3 separate regions of the Gossypium hirsutum genome follow, and all the other regions are linked to region 1. The links are chromatin contacts, called in public Hi-C maps. All regions are on one chromosome and are shown on one strand. Each heading gives the region's core, a stretch centred on a gene start, on an enhancer-like site or on the middle of the called end of the contact. The rest is flanking DNA. Distances are from core to core; before and after follow the strand shown. Region 1 holds the start of LOC107925024 (non-functional pseudokinase ZED1). Region 2 holds the start of LOC107924962 (protein BOLA2). Region 3 holds the start of LOC107924991 (WAT1-related protein At5g64700).

What was found. A called contact is a pair of places that touch in the nucleus more often than the background predicts.
Region 2: a contact with region 1 is called in a Hi-C map of leaf, with 1.9 times the contacts expected there. The contact joins the promoter of LOC107924962 here to the promoter of LOC107925024 in region 1. A contact is called at or near these places in 7 of 34 Hi-C or Micro-C datasets (callus, hypocotyl, leaf and 1 more).
Region 3: a Hi-C map of leaf shows a contact between it and region 1, with 2.2 times the contacts expected there. The contact joins the promoter of LOC107924991 here to the promoter of LOC107925024 in region 1. A contact is called at or near these places in 3 of 34 Hi-C or Micro-C datasets (all in leaf).

What each region holds. Positions count from the first base shown.
Region 1 is chrA02:100,615,906-100,619,524 of Gossypium_hirsutum_v2.1, forward strand. LOC107925024 (non-functional pseudokinase ZED1) reads right to left here and starts at 2,018. Exons shown (of 2, transcript XM_041082336.1): 1 at 1,884-2,018; 2 at 586-1,744. The coding sequence starts at 1,733. The coding sequence ends at 711.
Region 2 is chrA02:100,841,051-100,844,669 of Gossypium_hirsutum_v2.1, forward strand. It overlaps LOC107924962 (protein BOLA2), which reads left to right and starts at 1,544. Exons shown (of 3, transcript XM_016855544.2): 1 at 1,544-1,713; 2 at 3,564-3,586. The coding sequence starts at 1,651.
Region 3 is chrA02:100,788,299-100,791,917 of Gossypium_hirsutum_v2.1, forward strand. LOC107924991 (WAT1-related protein At5g64700) reads left to right here and starts at 1,634. Exons shown (of 7, transcript XM_016855575.2): 1 at 1,634-1,866; 2 at 1,962-2,024; 3 at 2,121-2,237. The coding sequence starts at 1,694.

The DNA.
Region 1 (3,619 bases), core at 768-3,267:
TGCACTATTTTCAATTTAGTTCTTTTTAATTAATTGACTAACCAAACGTTAAAATTTTCTAACAAAACTTTAATACTAACTTAATAACACTCCATAAATATTTATAAAAATATTTATGGCTCGATTTATAAACCCGAGGTCTCGATACCTCATTTTTAACCAAATTTACCTGATTAATTCTTTTAAAATCGCAAAATTCACTAATTAAAAATAATTCTTTTAAGTTCGCGCTTGACCTATAATTATTATTTGTTAAAATTTCTAAACTTACTCGTCGGATTTAGTGATCTCGAATCACTGTTTCCGACACCACTGAAAAATTTGGCTGTTACAAGAGTTGACTATAATATGTAAAATAACAAGTTAACATGACATTACATATATGATAATATGCTTGTCGTATAAGATCTTAAAAATAGCATAGTTAATTTAATAACTACCATTTGTTCGGAATTAAAATTTTAAAAATATCAAATTAAAGTAAAACATAACTTAACCTTTCCTTTTTGCTTGGAAGATTTAGGAGTCCTGTTTCCTTTTAGCATAATTGAATCTATAGCAAAATGGGTAAACAATATTGAAAGCTGCAGAAGGTTTTTGTTGATTGCAGTGAGTTCAGTATTTTATTACAGAGTAAGGCAAACTATGTTCCCTGAACTCAAGATCAAGTGCCAGTATAAGTATCATACACCATAATTAGAGCTACTGAGCTAACAAAGCTTACAATCTTTATTGAGTAGCCTAAGCTGTTTTGCAACATCAGTTATCATCGGTCGATTCTCGGGATTTTCTTGTGTACAACAAAGTGCAATCTTCGCCAAACTTACCAACTCATTACCATTGATTCTTTCACTCAAAATACTTTGATCCACAATTTCGGTTAACCGATTGCTTTCGACATAATTCGACACAAATGCTCTAAAGGGTGCTTCCTCCACATTGTGATCCCCAGATTTTCTTCTAGTTAAAAGCTCAAGTAACAGTATGCCAAAACTATAAACATCAGCCTTTTCATTTATTTTGCATTCCAAAACCTCAGGTGCTATATACCCAACTACCCCGGAGATGGTATCTTCTACGACATGCGATTTTCCTTTCGGAATTGCCACGGAGAGCGAGAAATCAGAAAGCTTAGCAACATAATTCGTATCTATTACTATCGATATCAACGAAAGCCCACGATTAATAGCAGGCCTGGACAAGGCAGTATGGAGATATGCAACTGCATTAGCAATATCCGTTGCAATCTTTATTCTAGACTTCCATGTTAATGGCTCAAGTTGCCCATCACTAACATCAAGCATTAATCTTTGGAGATTCTTTTCACCACCATATTCATAAACAAGCACTGGATTTTGAGTCTCTAAGCAGCATCCAATTAGTTTTAGAACATTCTTGTGCACACTCATTTGTGAGCTAATTACTATATCTGTGATAGCTGTTTCAAGGCATTTGTTATAGCTTCCGTACCGTTTCACAGATATCTCCCGACCACGCAGAAAGCCTTTGTATAACACGAAATGAACGTACCTCGAAATTTCCTGACCGACATCGTAACCTTTCGCTGCTTCGCTCAGCTCCTCGGCGGAGAAAGTACAAATAGGATTACATTTACCATCAGATGAGGCAATAAGCTTTTCTAATAACACACTCCCATTCTTCAACAATGGTCCCTCATCCTTGCTTTGCCTTTTTATTCTGAAACATGATCCCATCTCCCCTTCCTTCAACATACAATAAATACCTGCAAAGATGCTAAATTAGAGACTAATACATTGGGAAAATAGCAAAAAAAGACAATTTTCTTCTAATTGATTGCATTTAACAATACTTTAATTTTATACAGATTAAAAAGAGAGGAAAATAGCAGAAGAGGCAAGCACCTAAAATGGCAGAAAAAAGGGGGAGAAAGTGAAACCCGCAGGAAGATGATAAAAGTCAAACCAGGCATTAGAGTCAATCTCAGGAAGCTTACATTAAGACCAATAAAAAGGCAAGCAGCTTTCTCTGACTCTCTTTTCAAGAATTGATAAGGGACCATTGACATAATAAATCCATTGGATCAGCACTTAGCCCATTGCTCACAAATTTGGGTCCAAATTCACTGTTTCAATTTCATCTCAGTGTTACTTCAATCTCAGAACTAGGTTTTGGCAGGCCTATAATTGATGGTGAGATCCATGGCCCAGTGTAATAATAAACACAAGTAGTAGCTTTGCATATTTAGGAAAATTACAGAACAAGAGAATAAAAAAAATATTTGTGGAGATATATACAGAACTAGACCAAAATAAATACGAATAAAGTCTACTTTTAATGAGACTTACCCAAAATAAATTTGATAGAGAACCTATATGATATTTTTACTCATGATGAGACTTAAACCTCGTAACAAAACGACTTCAATCTTACTTAACTAGCAATAAAGAAATACTAAATATGTTGTAGAATAAAAAGAAAATTAAAAGTTTAAAGAAGTAGAAAACTAGAAAGAAAATATACATTGATATACTCGGAAGGAAAGATTAAAAAGTTTGAAAGAAAAAATTTATTTATTTTCCTTCATTGCTTAGAAGAGTTTAAAGACGAAAGGATGAAAATGAAAATGTTGAAAATACATTCTTTTATTTTCTCAATCTAAAATGATTTGTTTTTAAGCATAGATAAAAACTTATTTGCTTTTCTTTTCAACTAAATACACTTAAAACTTATTTTTATTCATATTTCAATGTATTAAAATATAATAAATTATGTTTCATCTCCTTTTAACTTTACATTCTTTTATAAAAGTTGGTAGAATAAATTTAATAAAATTTTAGTTTAAATCTCACTAATTTTATTAACTTAACATGTCTATCACCTTTTTAATCAATTAAATAGCTACATTTATATATTAATATTTTCATTATATTCATAACATTAAAAAACTCATTACAATATTAAATACAAATTTTACATTTTACTTTTTTTAATGTAACATTGTGTTTTTTTGTAATATAAAATAATTTTTATCTTTTTTTAATCATCTTACTTAAACTATCCACATTTCAATAATAAAACTTTAATTTATAGAAAAAAAAATTACTTATATAATTTTTATAACATTTAAAAATTGAATTCTTTTATTCTATATGAAAATTTTAAATATTGTTCACAATATTTATATCATAAATAATATTTAAATTAAATTATTTAATTTTAAATTAAGTTAAGCTCGAATAGTAAAATATTTCTTTAATAATATTAAATTATGATAAATGGTTGAAATTTCTTTCCATTAAAAGTGCTATATTACATAACAGAAGGAGCAAAACATTATTTTAAACGAACCCCATGAGATGGCCTGATGGTTAAGGGTGTTCACCGTTCCAGGTTGGTTGTTTGAGCTTTGCGCTATTATTGTAATTCAAAAAAAAAACATTATTTCAAACCAAAGTTAATGATAACTTCGTTGTTTTAGGAAACTATTGTAAATTATGTGTGGGTTTTTTTAATTAGATATGATTTTGTTTATTGAGGTTGTTAGAGATTGTGCAACTCGAATCCAATCACTTGTTAAAGAAATAAGTATAGTGGCAAAATAAGGGGATCTATGAGGGCGAAATGCCAAGGATCGTAC
Region 2 (3,619 bases), core at 294-2,793, 220 kb after region 1:
TTTTTTTTTTCTGATGCACAAAAAAGGAAAATTTTAAAACCAAGGCAACGTTCTTAATTTAGAGATTCGAGAAGTTGTGACATAACTTACAGGGTTTGATTTTCTCTTTGAACCTAAATAACCAAACATATTTTTTAAAACAAAAAACACATGAGATTTAAATAGTAATTAAATAATGAGCAATCTAATTTTCGAGGATTCAAGATGTCGTACCCTAACTTACGGGATATGACATTTTTGTTTTGGTTACCTTGAGATAAAAAGGCCTTTTACATAAGTTTTAATTTAGTTAAGTGATTTTAATTAAAAAAGAACATTAAGCAAAGAGGGACTGTGTTTTAATTTCTCTTCGAATTTTCAACTTTTGACACTAAAATATCAAGTAATCAATTTGGTACCAATTTTTTAGCGTTATGAGGGTGCTAATCTTTTCTTGTACAAAATCGATTCCTGAACCCATTTCCTAGATTTTTGTAGACAAAAATGATTTTAATAAATCTAATATTTTATTAAAATGACAAAGCCTTGAGGTGATCCGATCACACTTAATTAAAAAAAATTAGTGGTGACTTCATTTTCGTTTTTAAAATAAAAGTCAATTTAAAAAGTTTCAACAACCATTGTTGAAATATGTAAAATTCGCTCATAAATTGTAAAAGTTATAACATAATAATGATTAAATTTATATTGGAAAATAGATATAGGAGAGCCAAATCCATATATGTTGTTGCTAGGTGCTGCTTTAGTGGATGTTTGATTCCAACTGTACACTGAAATACTGGATTTAAATTTAATAAAATTTGATTTGATTTAGAAAAAAAGAATATATATATATGCTCAGTTATTCTATTTAAAAATCCTAAACCTATAAAATGAATGAATAAATTAAACGGAGTTCCTTACAGAATAAATTGAAATTTTGATTAAATCAACTTCATTGGTTTGGTTCAATTCAATTTCACAGATTAATTTATTGAATGGATATTTTATTTGTATGAATATGGTAATAATAGTAGATTTAAGTTTTTTTAATCTTTGAATTTAACATTTATTCTTACATTAAGGCTTAAAATAGGTAATAGTTTAAACCTTTTTCTTTTGTTTAAGTTAGTCCTTAAATTTGACAATTATTCCTATATTAGGGTTTAAACTTTAAAGTTTTCAAGGAAATATCAAAGATTAATTTGGATTTAAAAAAACCCAAACCCCAATGTGGAACAATGAAAAAAAATTTGAAGTCCCAATGTGAGAATAATTACTAAATTTATGGGCTAAATTAAAAAGAAAAAAAAGAAAAATTTCCAAATTGAACCCTTGAATTTTAATTTTGAAACAATGTTAACTAAAATCCTTTTGTTAAAAGAGAGAGAGAGAGAGAAATAACCAAGGAAACTAACATTCAGGTTTAATTTTCTTGAAAATGACCTAAATAACTTTAACCAAGTTCATAATGGGCTGTGGCCGAAAAATAATGATGGGCTTATAGTAACGGATAGGACTTGCATAGCAAATGGCATATAAGTCCATGATGTTTGACTCCACCAAAATCGAATCTTTCTTTTAAATTTATTCTTCAATTGAATTTATATTGTGGTAAAGGAATCTTGGAAACAAAACGAAGAAGAAGAAACAGAGCAAAAGAAAGAGACGATGGGAGTGACGAAGGAACAAGTTGAGTCTTCATTGACTTCAAAATTGAAGCCTTCTCATCTGGTAACCCTCCTTTCATTTCTTCCTTATATTTCATTCACCTTTATATCTATAATTTATTCCTATCTAAGTTGTAAATTTCTAGAAAAAAAATCTAAAGCTGGTTGTTGGTTTTAATTTTTTTATCCTCCCTAATCATGTTTCCACAAATAAGTAAATCCATGAATATGCTTTTTGCTTGTTGCTTTTCTGCTTTCAAAGGAGCAATTTTTATGAAAAATTAAAGATTAAAAATCTGTTTTTTTTTTGGGGGGGGGGATTTGCATGATGTTACTTAGAATGTAGAACAATTATATTTTAGTCAAATATCAATTTAAGTGAAAATAAGTTGTGCTACATTCACGGGGATATCGGGTACAACTTCAATTTTTGTGGAATCATTGTGGAAACTCTTATTATGAATTGATGATTAGTTCAGAGCCATGCTGTTTTTGATGAATTTTACTGAGATACTTTTTTCACTCTTTAAATGTTTTATTCGTTCACTTAAGAGTGAAGTTGGTTGAATGAGAAAGAAGTATGTATTTCAAGCTATTGAGGTGGAAAGATTTCTCAATTTCCATCCTTTTGGAATGATTGCGGCACATTTAAGTTTTTAACTTAGATGCTATGTGTAGTTTGAGCACAAGGGAACTCAAGCCATAATTTGCAGATTTTCCGGGTCACAAGCTCATTCTTCATATGCATCCATTGTTTTACCTTCCTATGTTTGTACAGAAAGATATTGTGTCGAAAATTGTTTCAGAATTATTCTTAATTTTACAGCTTGTTGGATCCAGGTTTTAAGTGATTTCGAGAAGAGTACCCTACCATATTGGCTTTGGTTCACTTGAGAAGAGAAAGTTAAATTAATTTTCCTTTTTGTTTGGAGAAAGCTTGACAGTGTCATTTTGTTAAACTGGGTCTCAATATTCAAGGTTCATGTTTACATATGCTGATAGACATTAGTGAGGAGTATGAATCCTTTCTAGTTTCTTGTCGATATATCTCTTAAGTACGATTGTCTGAGTTTTTTTGGGAAATAAACTTTTCTTGTTGCCTCGTATGACTAGGAAGGACTGTAAGATCACTAATTTGCAATTCTTTCATTGGCTGTGCTTGCATTGCTTGAATATGGTAGTGGTACTTCGTTTATTTGAAAGCATTCAATAAGAAGCAGAACTAAATGTGCTGCAAGCTTTTTGAAATTCTATATCCTTTTGGCTAGGTTCCAATTTCCAAATGATCATGATCAAGATCAACTTGAAGATGTTTATTGTTTATTTTCCAAATAGGTTTAAGCACCAATGGGCTTTTTTGCTGTAAAAAACGGTGCTTTCTAGTCATCACCCCATTTTTTGTTGTACAGTCCTCTTTGAAGTGTCATCATCATCTTCTTCTTTCGTGATTTATGAGGGATGTCTTCCATAAGCTCATATTTCCTTATTTCCGCTGGGGTAGAATGTAGTGGCATATACCCAAATGATTTTGAACCCATAACATAGTCCTTCATCCTATTCATATGGCTGAAATGAGGATGCGGCATGAAGGTTGTTGGTATCTAATGACAATAGTAGCCTTTTTACCTATTAATATAGGTGAAGTACAAGGTTACAAGTTCAAAACATGATTCTTTGTCTGGTGGGGTCCCTTTGGCTCTGTTGTTCGTAGTTCCTTGATAAATTTCATGATCAGCTTTGTGTATTGCTACAATAATTGGGAGCGAGTCCTGACTTTAATTTTTAGAAAATTTGCTTTCATATGCATTGTGTTTATTATTTGGACTCGCGAAACCCTTAAGATTTACTTCCCATTTTGATGTTTATCTAATACTATATTATCACAAAACTAATTTTTATATTTGTGTGTTTCAGGAAGTAATCGATACATCTGGAGGGTGAGATTTATTCTAAACATTTTTCTATTTAAA
Region 3 (3,619 bases), core at 384-2,883, 170 kb after region 1:
TAAAGCGTACACTACTAAAATAGTCAAATTTTTTTACCTCAGGTTACATTTTAATCACTTATATTTGAAATGTTATATTTTAATCACTTACGTTATCGCGTTGTAACATTTTAGTCACTGAGCCATTAACTGTTGTTAATAGTATAACGGTAAGCTAACATGGCACGTTACATCATCAACTCAAACAAAAATTTTAGGTTAATTTATACAATTGGTCCCCATATTTTTTTTTGTTCTAAGCAATTTAACTTTTTTCTTTTATTTTTTTAAAATTTCCTTTTTTTTCATTTTTTTTTCATTCTCTTCTGCTTCTCCCTCTATTTTCCCCTTTCTCCATTTCTTTTAACATAGTTTTTCTATGTTTTCCATTTGTTAAAACTAGTCCCTATACTTTTAATTTTCTGATCAATTTAATTTTTTTCGAGTGAGGAGAGCTTATGGGCTAATTTTAACAAATGAAAAACATAGAAAAAATACGTTCAAAGAAACGAAGAAGGGAGGAAAATAGAGGGAGAAGCGGAAAAGCATGAAAAATTAAAAAAATAAAGTTAAAAGAACATAAAAGAAAAAAATTAAATTGCTCAAAATGAAAAACTATAGGGACCAATTTTAGAATTTAACCTAAAATTTTTATTTGAAATAATGATTTAACGTGTCACGTCAGCTTACTGTTACACTATTAATGACAATTGACGGTTCAGTGACTAAAATGTTACAAGACGATAACGTAAGTGACTAAAATATAACATTTCAAACATAAGTGACTAAAATATAACCTGAGGTAAACAAAAGTGACAATTTTAGTAGTTTACCCTAATTTAAAATACTAAATTCCTTTTAAAACTCTTATTTTCTTATTCAATATTAATTCATTAAGCATAATTCAATGCATACTTTTTTAGCATGAATTCCCTCTAATATTAACTATGTTTTTATTAAATTGAAGGCTTTGTAAAGACCGGACTATGCTTTATACATGCAAACCCTCTTGAATCATTCCTTCCACTAATAATCAAAATAATCTTAGCCCCAATGAAGAGTAAAATTTGAGCATATTGTTTAGTGAAACATAAGAAACTCTAAATAAATGAAATCATTTCCACCATTAAATTCCATGCTATCTATCACGTGTCGATCATTAAAAAAAACTAACAGCATTAGTGTTTGAGAGTATTTTGTATAACATTTGACAAATTTATAATGTACCAAATTAAACTTAAAAATGAGTTAAGTACTAAATTAAAAAAAATACCAAATTTAAGTACTAAATTAAGAAAAAAATTTAGATACTAAATTAGGAAAAAATTCAAGTATTAAATTGTATCAAATCCTGTTTAAGTGCCATCTAATCTTAAAATAATTGAACGGATTAAATTTGAATAAAAAAGAAAAAGAAAAGGTTGTAACCCTATTGATGACATGTCAAGTGTCAAAGAAGCCAATCCTAATATCAATTTTTCATTAATAATGAAGGGGTCCCTTCGGCCTCAAAAAAGGGGCCCTTTCATCTTCACCACACACGTCCCAATAGAAAAGAAAAAGCATGTTATTTTCAATGGCCAATCCCTCTACTGTCCCATCTCCACACTCCAACTTACCATTATATAAATCCTCCCTCCTCCAGTGTTGCACTTTCAAACTGCAATACACATCTTTACCCCCCCCCCCAAAAAAAAAAAAAACAAAACAAAGAATGGATAACAAAAAGCCCTATCTTGCTATTATTCTCATTCAATCTATATATGCGGGCATGTTCTTGGTGTCCAAAGCAGCTTTCGATGGTGGCATGAACAATTTCGTCTTCGTTTTCTACAGGCAGGCTGCTGCTACCGTTGTCTTGATCCCTCTTGCCTTGTTTCTTGAATGGTAATTTTAAGCTTCTGCCCTGGTTTTTATGCCAATCTTGTAGACAATATAAATAGAATCATGTTATTAAATTTTGTTTGCTTTGGAATCTAAAGGAAAACAGCGCCCCCACTATCATTCGTGACGTTCAGCGAGATATTTTTGCTGTCTTTATTCGGGTAAGTCAAACATTTAGAAACACTTGGTGAATTAAGATTGCGCAGCTATTACAGTGGAAGAAATCATATAAACTATTGAGAAATTTTGGATTTCAGGATAACTTTAAGCTTGGATATCAATGGTATAGCCCTTGTTTATACCTCTGCAACTTTAGCTGCTGCTACAACAAATTGTCTGCCTGTCATCACCTTTTTCTTGGCTGTGTTACTCGGGTAAAATTATCCCTACTTAATATCTTTCCAATTTTATATGTATATATCTATTTTTTTTTCTTCTCATTTAGGTTGGGTTTCTGAGTTAATGTGACATGAACATTTTTAGTCATGAAATTCATCTTAGAGTTGTATTTTACGTTTAAATTTTAGACTTTGTAAATTAGCTACTTCACAATGTCTTCTTAGAGATTAGGACTTTCATTGTTTAATTAACAGGAAACACCCATTGAGTAGAAGGTCTTTTAGTAAAAGAGGAATTGGCTAGTTGCAACTTTTTAAAGGAAACGATGTTAGCATGAGACATGGAAATATATTTCAAGGCTTTTAGATGCTACAAAGTTTCAGATCTTTGCTGCCAAATTTGCAGAAGAGTTTGAATAAAATGTGACTGGTTCATTAGACCACAAACATAATTTCTATCAATAACCTATAATTTTAATTTTTAGGTATCAATAAAAATGTTTCACTTCATTCATTTTCGAAGAATATAAAAGTATTATTATACATTCATTTATATCTAATATTCTCTCAAAATTAATTTAAATTTAATTAATTTATTTAAAAATAGATAATTAGAATTTTGAAAAAAAATACAAAAACATTGAATTTTTCTAGAATTTATTGAAAAAAGATTAAAAGTATAAGCATTGAAATTGGATTTCTCAACTATTTGGTTCTCTCTTTTATAATACTTTCCCTTCCATTTGTATCACCTTGGTAAATTTGGATGAAATATTGGTGCCAAAAGCCTTGTACTAATCGCCTTGGAAACTACACATATGAATGTATGGTTTGAGTTAAACCCAGTTTTTATTTATTTCATAAAATTCTTCCATTGGCGTTCAACTCAGTTTTTTCTTCCATTGGCGTTCAACTCAGTTTTCTAATTCATCCATATGTGTAGGTGTAGCTTCCGTGGTTGATGGTATTTAAAGATCATGGGTATCGAATGGTAATAAATGTGTTTCTTTTTAAATTAATTATGTTAAAACTAAACAAAATTAGAAATTAAGGACACTATGAAATATAAATGAGCCATCTAAAATAGAAAAAAATATATAATTTACCCATTGAATCTGATTCATTAAAAATTACTACAAGGTTGCTTCATGGGGAAGGATGTTGTTGCAATTTATCAGGAAATAGTAGTGTTTTACAAATTTAATGATAGGATTAAGTTTATAATGATTAAAAGAAAAAGTGAGAAAATGTGTTAGGGGCAAATCTCCCTTTTTATTACTCCCATGAAGAAATACAAAGGTTAGAGAATATTTTATTAGTAGTGCTAGTCGCTTGATTTTCTATCCTTTTTATGGCCCTGAAAAAGAAATCCCTTTAATCATAGGAATTTAATATAAGATTTATGTTTAAGTCTGACA